2 separate regions of the Mus musculus genome follow, and region 1 is linked to region 2. The links are chromatin contacts, called in public Hi-C maps. All regions are on one chromosome and are shown on one strand. The core of a region is the stretch at or near the end of the contact, and the rest is flanking DNA. Distances in the headings are between cores, read along the strand shown.

Region 1 (6,555 bases), core at 2,815-5,314, 530 kb after region 2:
AAGGTGACTTGCTCCATTACACTCTGAATGCCAGTGCCCCCTCATCTGCCTTTTGTTAATTCAAGGAAGAATCGCTTCGGCTTCTGTGTTTCTGAGGTAGAGAAGTTCAGGTTAGGAAATAGGCTGAGGACATGCAGGGTTTACCTTCACTACGTTGAGATTTATAAAGACCCCAAGATTTAAAGGCTATCGGGAGATAGAGAACAACACTGTTCCTCAAGTCTCTCTTACTCAAATATGATCAACCTTCAGGGAGTCCCAATATTTTCAGTCACAATTAACTTGGGGGGGGGGTCTTCAAACAACTTTCTGTTTTCATATAACACAGTTTTCCTAGTAGATAAGGGCTAGTTTGAAGTTATACCTGACCCATGTCACTTGTTTCAATGGATTCCATTTTTCCTCTTCAGAATCAAATGAATTTCCCAGCATTCCATTTGTTTTTCTTACCAAATTTTAGAACATCAGCCCTGAAACTATTTTTTTTGTCATGGGATCCAATGTGATCCAGGTTCCTGGTCCTCTTCTGTCCCTCAGGGTGAGTCCCTGTGCTTTAATTGATGTTCACTTCCTTTGGACTGGGCGGCTCATCAGTTTCCAGTCCCTGCCATGTTCTGGTTAGAATCCCACTCTAACCAGCTTTACCCACCATGACTACTCTTCAGTCTTGGAAGGAAGATGATTGGGATGGGATGATTGCTTTAGTCCTGAGGAGTTTATAGTGGTAAAGACATATGATTTGATGTTTTCATAGGCTATCTTACTGCATAAATTCCAAGGTGCTATGTTGTAAAGAGTTTATGTATTTATTCAAGCCTGTGGCTTTACATTTGGTTCTTGGATGACAAGTATCGGTACATTCTGGGAACTTGTTAACCACACAAGGTCTCATCGTCCTCCCTAGATCTGCTGTAATAAGATCTTTTAACAGTTGATCCAAAAATCTGCTTTTCATAGAGAGCTGCCGATCAAGTTGGAGAAGCGCTGTTCTAGAACTCTCTGTGCTTCGGATGTGGCAGCCCCCCAAGGAGGAGCCCAGCAGTTAGAACTCGTGATTCAGACTACTCCTCACTTCCTTCTATTTTTCTCTCCATATGCTTTTCTGTGCTGACTTGGAGCACATACTCTGCCAAGGTTTTGATTGATGCCCTCTTGTGGCTGTGAGGATTTCTAAATGTACAGCAAAATTCTTTGACCTACTGCTCCCTTTCTGGCTTCTTATCTCTCTATCATTCTGGGAAAACTCAGTCTTAATGATCCGACATTATTGGAAGCAATATTCACCACCGTGTCCTCCCCGCACAAGTGTTTCTCCCCTCTATTCCTGTTTATCATCACTGATCTCACAGCAGGACTGGACCCAGTGTCAGCTGCATGAATCACTTATCTCTCAGGCAAAGTTATGGGGGGGGGGTAATAAAATCTCAGTAACAAAATAGTACTTTAATGAGATATATTTTAGTTAAACTTTCTATGAAATTATTCGTGATGAGCTATATGAAAATTTTAAAGTTACTACCATGAAGCTGGGGATGTGACTCAGTGGTGACACACTTGCACGTACAAGGTTCTGGGTTTACCCCCCCCCCCCCCGGACTGTCTCCCCACAACATGCCACCAGAATAAAGTTAACTTTGCTATGACTAGCCATGGTGGAGCTTGAGGCAAAAGAGAAAATCTGTGGTACTAATCTTGTGAAATTTAAAATGTAGTCTTTTCATGGATACTATGCACATGTTTCTCCTTTTCCAAATAATTCATAGGATTTCTTCACATTAATTATTGCAGTTTTGGTGGCCACTCATTTGTTACTAGACAAAGCATTCTTTGCCTCTTATACCAAAACAGTGCTTCAGAACAGGGCCACATCCTCTTCCCTGATCACCTAAGTCTTGCTATTTTCAAGCAAGAACAGATACTATGTAATGACTTGACAGGCATCAAGAAAAACCTGTTACTGGACCCATCACACCCATCTTTCCCCTCTGTATTAGCTTTCCATGTCATAACTAATACTTTAGCCAAGTATTGGCGGGGGGGGGGGGGGAAGCACATCTCGGTTTCAAAGGTGAATATTATAAATCCAGACATCTTTCTTATATTGGCTCAATACAAGATAGAGTTCTAGCAGAGGAAGTGGCTCCCAAAAGGAAGAGCTTGGAGGAATCTGGGGCCACTGCTTGTCCCAGGGCTGGGGGCAATCTGATCATCTATCTTTAGCAACAACATAGCACTCCACACCATAACTCTTGCTCATGGACCACCTTGTCATTGGGCTCTGGATGAATCTTTAATTAGATTATACTTTTTGATTTCAGAAACCCTCCCCCCCTCAGACACACACACACACACACACACACACACACACAGACAGACAGGAATTGGGCAGCCATTTTAGTCTAGACTATAATTGACCTCCTTCACGGTCTTTTTATCACTTCACAATGCATTTGAGACAAAGCAGAATTGTGATGTCATTGAATAAACCAAAGCAGCATTTGAAAAGGTTGGAGGCTGGGTTGCCTTCGTAGTATGTTCACTAGCTGTGATCGCAGCTCTCCAGAAGCTTCTAAGGCTATGAGATGGAGACCTCAAATGCAGATACACAGAACAGCACACACAAAGTCGTTTCTACCACCACATCTACCCATCAAAACAAAATGACAGTTCAAACGTGTTCTTGAGGCATGGCACTGTTTCTTTCATACATTTCCAAACCAAATGCAGCCGCAGCCGCAGCCAGACTCACGGGTCTTTGAAGATGCCAGAGTACTCTGTGCACAAATTCACCTTTCATGCAAAAAATTCCAAAACCCAGTCTACAAACATGCCCTTCATAAATCACCAAAGAGGCTCTTAGTTGCACTACTGCATGAATTAAAATTGTCAGGACTCTTTCCCTTTACAGAAGTCAGTCGGTCTCCTTTAAAGTTCTGAGAGCTGTCAGGTTTCTAGAGTTTGAACTCCAATAAAGAAACACGATTTTTCTTTGTATTTAGGGGTTTACAACAGAGTGTCAAGCTCCGACCTGTTTTGAAAGTCGCCTGAGCAGGTTGGGATTCTATTACTATAGTAACATAACAAGATAAAGGATCTTAAGGATAATTTTTTTTCCTAAGATTTTTCAAGAGATTTCTTCTTGCCATTTATGGCTTGAGAGAATTATCTTGTGTAAATTTATGTATTGTGAAATTATCTGTCATTGGAGTGTTTAATTTTTCATGCTTTTATAGTCTAGAATGCACCGTAAGTGCATTGAGCCAAATGAGGAGCCTTTGGGACACCTTTGCACCAGTGAACACTGTTGTGCTTTTGTGGGGTTTTGTGGAGTGTGCCAGTCTATCGCCAGACAGGGGGCAAACTATGTCAAATGTGGGGTGACTTCATTTGTACTCTGACGAAGAGCCATGTGATGTGCCAACCACTGAGAGGAAAAAACAAGGACCGTATTAACATATGTCTCTGCCATTAACCTTGAAAGCCACTATACTCACATCTTCCAGAGGATGGGGCACACTTCCTAGGTTATTGGACAAGTGTCCAATCCACCACAATTCAGTAGACACCAAATCTACCAGGCACCTTACAGAAAACTCAGCACAAGAGGCTCGGGGTGTGTGACATAAGAGAGGGACTACCATGGCATTATGCACCCACACACCCTTTACTTCTCTGAAGCCCTCAAACAGTTGGAAAGTACCCTCTAATCACATTACTGTCCCGGGTAACGTGAGTCATAAGGATAAGATGCCAAAGTTTTCCAAATCACTTTGCACCCTAATATATATAAATAAATCATGAAGTGGCTTAGAGTAATGGGAAGTTATGAGGAACTTTTTCTTCTAAACGTTTTAAAATGAGTCCCAAGCATTATCCAGCCAGAGACGGGAAAGGACGTTAATGTTTACAGGTTTGCATGCACGCACAGGTTCTGCTTGGTTCGCGGTGGCTCTTCCGTCCTCCCAGGGGCTGTCTGCTGAAGCATTCCCTGCTGCTGTGGGTGAGTCAGTCCTTTCGGTTGGATACAATTTGCAGCCCCATTATCCAGTCTAATCGCAGCAAAATGCAACCAGAAACATCCTCCCACCCCCACCCGCCAAGTTGCTGGCGCAGGCAAATGGGAAGCTTGCTCATGTTCATTTCGGTTGCCATGACATTTCCTCAATTACCTCACGGACCTGAATCACTCGTCCTCGACGCTGTTTTCATCCCGACTGTCTGGAAGACAGAGACTTGTTTTTGTTTGGAGGTACTCAAGAGAAAACCATAAGCGGGTCAAGATGCTATGGTTCTCTCGAACGTTGGACAGGCCCGGAATGCCCTTGGAAGCTTCAATCTACCTTAGGCTGACTGTGAGAGCCAGCTGGTCACATAAGCACTGGGATTTACTTATTTTCAAAAGAGGCATTCCTAGGCAGCACCCCCATTTTACAAATGTGAAAGAACACCTCTAAAGGTTAAATGTGGAGGAGTCATAACACATATAACTGAGAAGAATAATGGACGGTGCAGACTCCTGAGATGCGTGTGGGAAGGCATGGAGAGGCGTGCATCTCCTAAGGCCTTTCTTTCCCCTGTGTCTGTTTCAGATGCTCTGAAACGAGCTGTGTTTCTAAGTGTATCATGAAAAGGCATTAATCAAATCTGCAATATTTGTCTTTAGAAGGAGTTTTGGCACGATATTCTACCCTTTTTGATGATATGTTATAGTATACATTGAGGCAGCCCCCCCAACACATAAATAAATAAGAAATGTTAAAATGTAGCAATATTTGCTCACACAGCAAGGGATGAGGTATGGCTTTCAGTAAGAAGGGAAGAAATTATATAATTAGCCCTGACTGATAGCTCCATGACCAAGTCATTTTATAAAATTAGCCTTGGGAGGGAGGCATTAATGGAGACAGAAATGAAATCAATGATCACGATAATAATTGTCTATTTCTATTAAGAATGCATAGGAATAATATTTTAAATTCCCTATCTTCTAATCTCACTCCTACCAAGTCTTCCTACTGTGCGTGTTATTAAACATGTTCTGAGCAGAAGGGAAAGGCAAGAGAAACCTCTAACCATCTTTACTATGTCCAACCTCTAAAAAAGAGCCAGGCTGGTCTTTCCCAGAAGTGATGAGAGTGCATTATTTGAGACTGCACGGTCGGTTGTACAGCCTCTTCAAATAGGTCTGTCCTGCTAATATTTATGAAAGGCCACAGGTTCCTCTATCTGGAAGATCTTAGAGGAACCCTATTGTCTGAGCATACTGAAGCTTTCTTTCTCTGAGAAAATCTTGGCAATGGGAAACACATTTGCATATTTATTTATAACAACTGTCACACTTCTCTTTTCCCCCCTCTAAAGAAAATAAGTCTTTAATTTTCTATTGAACTTGTTCAGTTGACAGAAAATCTCTTATGCAGCAGCCTCATGCTTAAAACATGAAGCAGGAGCAAACTACCAACACTATATGGAAATCGTCTGGAAGAAAGCTCTTTTCTGGTTGGAGTCATTTACATTGGAAACACAAACATGATCTTATTGAAAGAAGTGCTGTATGAGCCGAATGGCTGAAAGAGATTTTAAGCTTCACCTCTTCGGAGTCCAGGGAATGTGGTAGGAAATCGAAATAGACACATGGTGATAATTTTAGAAGTGGGCTTGCATCCCAGTTGTGACAATTTTTTTTTCCATAGCATCTTCTAAGGTGATGTATTTTCTAATACCGGAGAATACTAGAAAGCTCATCTTAGAGAAATGCATTACACATTATCTGATGACGTTAGTGGCTCATAGGCTTATATGTACATATGCCTGTAACTTTGTGCTTTGCCTAAGGCCCCTCCCCCTCTTCATTCCGGACACTTTGAAGCCTTAGAATCAGTGAAGCCAGAAGCCCACAGCGACATCAGCAAGACCTCTTAACCCAATTCATCTTTGAGGAAGTTTGACTGTTCCTTCCCTCCTCTGGGCCCATCCCTGAGGTGTTGAAGAGACAAGAGAGAGAGACGTGGTGCTTGAAGCTAGCCTAAAAGACACATTTTAAGAGTGATCTGGGATTTTCACTTAAAACCATATCCTGCAAAATGGACTTAACTTTTGTGAATAGGTCCTGCCTTTTAGAACAGCCTGGAAGAGAAGAGAAAAAGACAGTGCTTTGGTGTTAATTTGCGTTCTGCGTAGAGACGGGGGGGGGGGGGTCTTTTCTATCTCCTTTTCTTTTCCCACCTCCCAAGCTGACCTATTCCTTCTGAGCCAATCAAGTGTCCTTTACTGAGCACCCTCTGTTGCAGTGTAAGGTACTCAGAGTTATACAAAGAAGTCCAAGACTTGGTGCTCCATTTCATGATGAGAGCTGTCAGAGTAATACGAAAATGGGCTAGAGCTGAGTTAAGGAACGGCAGTGAGCGAAGGAACCCAGGCCTGCTTACTGAAGGATGTTCTCAACAGGCAATGGCGGAAGGACCCAGTTCTCTAAAGGGACAATAGCGTTTTTTTCGAAGGCATCACAAAACTGGAGAGTAGTGAGGAGACCTATTTCACTCTTATTTCATATTT
Region 2 (6,649 bases), core at 3,080-5,579:
TTGATCTTCTGGGTTTTTGGCTTTCCAGATGAATCCTAAGCATGTAGTTATTTTAGGGAAACTGAGGACGAAACTAAAGATGAAACTTTTTGTCAGAGTGTTATATATTTATTACAGATTTTATAATACTTTCATTCTACCTTTATAATCTTGGAGAATGGATATGTAAAAACCTAGAGCAAAATGCCTCCTACACTTTGCCTTGGAATAATTTTTAAGTACTATATTGCTAAGAATCAGAGTAACTGGAAATGTTTAATTAATTTGTTTAATTTAATTAAAATGTTTCATTAATCTGTTAGAAAAGATTTCGTAGATAAATTCATCTCTTGAGAAAGTAAGTAGCTTATCTTCTGAAACATATAGTGTGTCTACAGAACCAAACACATAGTGTGTCTGTAGATCCAAACATATAGTGTGTCTGTAGAGCCAAACTTTGACTCCCTGTCTCCCTACCTGGTAATTCTGTGGTCCTGCCATTATGTTATACTACCTCCCTATGCTCTGCCCTGAATAATGGGTAACTTCTTAAATAGCCTTGCTAAGGAAGACCCATGAAATACAGCAGGGTATTTATTAAAAGGAAGGCTTCGAGCTGATGATGTGACAGATAGATATGGTTATAGTTGTTCTCATTTCAAATATTCCATAATAAATGAACTTTTTTTTTAATCCTAAGGGCATACTGGACAGGTTAGGGAGGTGGCTTAGTAGTTGAGAGTGTGTGCTGCTCTTGCAGAGAGCACGGGACCCACAAGGGTTCACTCCCAGGTGCCCCAGCCCTAGGGGGATCCTACACTCTCTTCTAGTCTCTACAGTGCCTGCACTCACATGCACACAGACGCACACGCAGACTCATGCATGCATGCATAATTAAAAAATAAGATGAGGGGCTGGAGAGATGGCTCAGTGGTTAAGAGCACTGACTGCCGTTCCAGAGGTCCTGAGTTCAATTCCCAGCAACCACATGGTGGCTCACAACCATCTGTAATGGGATCTTATGCCCTTTGCTGATGTGTCTGAAGACAGCTACAATGTACTCAGATACATGCATTAAATAAATAATTAAAAAAAATAAGATGAGTAAGATCTCTTTATAAGGTTGGGGGATACATCATGCTGACTCTTTACATGGGTTACATGAGGTACAATGTAGCCCAGGGCTTCTCTTTGAGTTGGGCAAAGTTAGTAAAGCTCTCTGTCTTATTATCCTTTTTTTGGGTTGGTTTTGTTTGTTTGTTTTGTTTTGTTTTGTTGGTTTTTCGAGACAGGGTTTTTCCGTGTAGCCCTGGCTGTCCTGGAACTCACTTTGTAGACCAGGCTGGCCTCGAACTCAGAAATCTGCCTGCCTCTGCCTCCCGAGTGCTGGGATTAAAGGCATGTGCCACCATGCTCAGCTTCTGTCTTATTATCTTAACAAACTTTCTGTAACAATAAAAAAATTCCATATCCATTCCATATCCAATATGATAGCCACTTCCCACATGTTACAAATTTCTTAGTTCTATTTAAAGTAAATTAATGTTTATTTTAATTGTCACAGTGGCTATGGTATTGAACTATACAGCCAGCTTTTTCATCTGTGAAAGTGGTGTTAACATACCTAATTCATATGGTTATTCTGAGGATTAAGATATTTTATTTATTTATTTATTTTAAAGATTTATTTATTTTATTCATATGAATACACTGTAGCTGTCTTCAAATACACCAGAAGAGGGCATCAGAGCTCATTACAGATGGTTGTAAGCCACCATGTGGTTGCTGGGAATTGAACTCAGGACCTCTGGAAGAGCAGTCAGTGCTCTTAACTTCTGAGCCATCTCTCCAGCCCAAGATATAATTTTTATAATACACATAGCATAATATCTAGTTATCATAAGTGATTGCCATTATTGGTATTTATCTAACTTTTGACAACTCAGAGTGTTGATAATTATCTTAAAAATGAAAAATGAGAATGGTGGATTTAGATAAAAATGTATAATTATAGCAACATTAATTATCAAGCTAAGTCGATGGTGAGATTAGCCTCCAGAGTCTCACTGTGTAGCCTTGGCTGTCCTAGAACCCGGTACCTAAACCAGGTTGTTCTTGGGCTCACATGTCCACCTGCCTTGGCTTCCTGGTGTTGGGGTTAAAGGAGAACACCACTGTGCTCAGATTACCAAAGTAGTGTTTCATAAATCCACAATATATGTTAACAGGTTCTGAAGTAGTATTTGATGGGATATGATATCTGGCTCCCAGGTGAAGCACGTGCCTTCCATTGTGAAAAATCTAAGTAGTGTGATTGTGGTATTGGACAGCCTGCCTCTGTGCATGTCTAAATGCTAAGATGTGGTTCAACCGTCAGAAGCCAGGCACAGTGCTAGACACATGGCTCAGGGGGAAGAATGCTCGCTGTGCAAACACAGAGACTTGAGTTCAGATCCCAGTGAGCATCTTAACAACTAAAATAACCTACAGTGCCTGCAGTCACTGCTGTGGGGATGCAGTAAGGAGGGTCACTGGGGCTTGCAGGCTGCCTCTAGCTCCGGGCTTAGGAGACCATCCAAGGGAATAAGGCAGAATGAGAGAAAACCTTATCTATCTCCTCCACATAGGCACGGATGCTGGCCCATCTCTCTCTCTCTCTCTCTCTCTCTCTCTCTCTCTCTCTCTCTCTCACACACACACACACACACACACACTAATAAGTTCACGGTTACCCTCAGTTATGTAGGAGCTTGAGGCTCACCTGGGATTCATGAGACCTTGTCTTAACCAATGAAAAACTGAGTAACTTCATTATTTTCTTTGAAAATTAAATACCATACTACCCTGAACCCTTACAAGTTTAAATATTTACAATTTATTCACGCAAGCATTCTACCACTGTGCCATACCACCAGACCTATTACATACAGTGTATTTAGTATCCAGAAGGTTTAGGGTAACTATGTACTGAAATAAAACCATCAGAAGCTTGTCAGAAAGCTCACAGTAAGATGTTGCTAGTGCCTCCTTTGAGCTCCCGTGTCATTAAAGGAGTAAGTATTCTAAGAGTAGCATGTCAACTCTTCAGCACAGCACCAGAGACGGTCAGTCTGGAGAATACAGTGTGATCTGCCTTTGGATCTGAGAGGGCCGTGGACAGAGAATGATTTGCATAGGTTTTCTTTCCCTGCTGGCGGTCAGCTCTCGGTTTATTCTTAACTAAGTAGTTAGAGAAGAAAGACTACATTGTCAACTTCTCTTACAAGGCTAAGCCACACTATATTGATCCAGGAAGTCAAGGTACAATATATCAGAAATATGTTTTCATATAGCAGGTGAGACAGAGCCATAAACATGAATTTCTAAGTAATAATTAACAGTGAAATGAACAATTACAACTGTAATATACCGTTCCAGATAGATGTGCTCGTAAGGAGATTTGTTTTGTAGCTTTATGAGTCACACATGCAAGCTTTATATTTTTAAAAGTAAGTTTCCATTGTTAGAAACTATGACTTTTGAAGACTAAAATTCTTCTTTTTATATAAAAGATTTATTTATTGTTATATGTAAGTACACTGTAGCTGTCTTCAGACACACCAGAAGAGGGCATCATATCTCATTACGGATGGTTGTGAGCCACCATGTGGTTGCTGGGATTTGAACTCAGGACCTTCCGAAGAGCAGTTGGTGCTCTTAACCTCTGAGCCATCTCGCCAGCCCCAAAGACTAAAATTCTATGTGCTCAGTGCTGTCAGGACAGTGGATCATGTGAATTTTAGAAATACCCATGTTAAAGGTAAATATGCTATAGCGAGGATATTCCCAGATCTTCCAGTCACAGAAATGTGGTCTGAAGCCTTCATGTTGCTTGTAACAAACTGCTGTCTTTGAGATGCAGCACAAATACTGTGTGTTATCCCCACCCCACCCAGCTTGGGGTCCACAGTGGGGCTGTTCTGCTGTTTAATTGTGGAATACTTGCTTTATTCTTGAAAAGTTAAGTTAGTATCCTTCAAGTACTTCAACACCCATTCCCATCGTACTGTACTTTATTTAATGGGCTTATTAGTGTTTGGGGCGGGGGGCGGGGGAGAGCAGAGGAAGAGAGAGAACAAAACTGCACATAAGCAAGTGTTTAAGCACTGTGTGTATGTATAAGAATGTAACACTCCTTGAAAAAGCCTAGTTCTTTTTACTGAATTATTTTACATTCGTTTTGAGGAGTATATATCTTCAGATAAAATATAAATAGCTTCGAATCTGAGCATTTCAGAAATATCAGTTGCTTACCATGCCTTAGAGCCTGGCGGCACACCACTTAATTCTTTTCAGTGCTTTGCTCAGTAGGCTCCCTGGCGCCTACCTCTGCTTGTCAGTTTGTTTTTCTGCCGAGCTGCTTGCCTTTATTGGCATTTAATTACTGTTTTCCTCTGATGCCTGTTTTTCATCTAAGTTAGTAATAGTGTACAGCATTTATGTGGAGTTTTATGTGTTCTGCGCTTTATGTAATCATTCACTAGGTAATTCGCATATCCCTTTGACAGCCCTGAGCAGTTTACACTCTTACAGAAGTGCAGATGAGTTTCTGTGGAGCTCTGCCTTTGCATGGCTCCGCTGAGGGAATGGCACAGTAGGAAGCCGGTCCGAACTGCCTCCAGCCTCTGCTCCCGAGGCTACTGAGTCCTCTCTGAGTCCCCTCGGGAAGTTGACTTATTCCAGAGTTTGTGGGAGTGGGTTTTTTGTTTTTGTTTTTTAAATCCTTTGATTTACCAATTTTTCCACAATGCTCATTATCTTTCTTTAAGTTCGGAAAGGCCCTCCTATTATTTTGATAATTGATAACTTTTAATTAAATATAACCTGAGATGTCTTACAGCAAAACGCATCTCGTTAGCTTCATTTCACCCTTGCAGATTTTTGTCTCGACATTTGAGGAACTGTGCTACTTTGATTAATTATTGCTTTTCTCAATTCTTATAGAACTGGTCACATAGATTGTTTTTTAGTAATGTTATTATATAGACTTTCATTTGATTCTTCCCACTAATTTCTGTACATCAAACAGTAATTACAGATAGTATAAAGCAGTGCTCAGTCATTTCTTAGAATATTAATATGACCTTATAATGGGCACTGCCATAAATTAGGATTTATCAGAGAAAAATCACAATGAAGACACAGAAATTGAAGAGGAAACTAAGAATTTGGAGACACAAATTATTTTCACAGAGTTTACAGTTGACTGATTTATTTAAATTATATATTTCACAATTTACTATGTTACAAATTATAAAATTTCTAGGGATAAATGTTTCAGTTTTACTTCTGAAATATATCTTAAATTTTTTGTTGTTTTGGTTTTTTTTTGTTTTGTTTTGTTTTTTCGAGACAGGGTTTCTCTGTATCTCTGGCTGTCCTGGAACTCAGTCTGTAAACCAGGCTGGCCTCAAACTCAGAAATCCTCCTGCCTCTGCCTCCCAAGTGCTGGGATTAAAGGTGTGCACCACCACGCCTGGCCAACTTCTAATATCTTGTTTCAATATTTGTCTATGCATGTGTACTTGCTCTTTACTTCAGCATTTCAGAAGTAAGCAGTCAATGAAAGAGTGGTGATGGGGCTGGAGAGATGGCTCAGTGGGTAAGAGCAATGACTGCTCTTCCCAAGGTCTGGAGTTCAAATCCCAGCAACCACGTGGTGGCTCACAACCATCCGTAAAGAGATCTGACTCCCTCTTCTGGGGTGTCTGAAGACAGCAACAGTGTAAATAAATAAATAAATAAATAAATAAATAAATAAATAAATAAATAAATAAATAAATAAATAAATAGAGTGGTGATGTGCCCACCAGGCAGAGTAGTCCAACTGTCAAAAAAACTCCTCTTGCGCAAACTCCTCTTAGCAATAGCTAAGCCACTCATCAACTAAGTATAACAGTGCCTGCTCTGCTGTCTTTATTGATTACAAACTCGATTTATCTTTAGTTCAAGCCATCAGATTCATGTTTATTCTTTTTATTTTTCTCTTAACTCTCACAACATGATCACTTTTTTAAACTTGGGTTTTTAACAGCAACTTAAATAAAGAGAAGTCAGCCCTGCTGCAGACGAAGAACCAGATGGCACTGGATCTGGAGCAGCTCCTCAGTCACCGCGAGGTACTCGTCCCACCTGCAATCCATGTCTGTCTGCTTCGGCCTGGCCTTCAAATGCAGCTTTGGGTTAAGATAACACCGGGATCCTGGTGTCCAGTGGTCTCAGTGACTTCTGTTTGTAGCTCACTGCGATCGCTCCATTGTTATAACATTTGATTTGTGATATACTTTATTTTAGAGCTAACTCACTTCTGGAGGGTGTTTCTTGTTGACCGGTATGATTTGTTCTATCTCAGTCACGGATTTGCACATTATTTAATCACTACCTGCTTTCTTTCTTTCTACCGTAACTTTCCTCAGTGTTGCTCTCTGTCTTACATCACAGTCTGCCTAGCTGTAGTACACAGTACTAAAGTTCAAGGGCTTCTTTTTTGGCTTTTTCTTTTTGCGTTGTTGTTGCTGCTGTTGCTGTTGTTGAGAGGGGTGGTGTGATGACTCTGAGGCCAGCCTCCAGCTCCCTAGCCAACTGTAATGATGCACTTCTGACCCTCCCTCTTCCTAAATGTTGCTCACCA

The links. A called contact is a pair of places that touch in the nucleus more often than the background predicts.
Region 1: a Hi-C map of cortical neurons shows a contact between it and region 2, with 2.3 times the contacts expected there. The contact joins two enhancer-like sites. A contact is called at or near these places in 1 of 484 Hi-C or Micro-C datasets (cortical neurons) and 1 of 115 datasets of contacts at active chromatin or transcription factors (embryonic basal ganglia).

What each region holds. Positions count from the first base shown.
Region 1 is chr14:99,744,292-99,750,846 of GRCm38.p6, forward strand. No RefSeq gene overlaps it. Among named protein-coding and RNA genes, the nearest start is that of Gm22970, 26 kb to the right of the region's middle. Within about 2 kb of position 4,065, at least 48 of the 459 cell types and tissues checked have an H3K27ac peak or open chromatin away from gene starts, as enhancers often do. A contact at or near this core is called in cortical neurons, where this site is marked.
Region 2 is chr14:99,215,507-99,222,155 of GRCm38.p6, forward strand. It overlaps Pibf1 (progesterone immunomodulatory binding factor 1), which reads left to right. Exons shown (of 18, transcript NM_029320.3): 16 at 6,053-6,137. Among named protein-coding and RNA genes, the nearest start is that of Klf5, 80 kb to the right of the region's middle. Within about 2 kb of position 4,330, at least 28 of the 459 cell types and tissues checked have an H3K27ac peak or open chromatin away from gene starts, as enhancers often do. A contact at or near this core is called in cortical neurons, where this site is marked.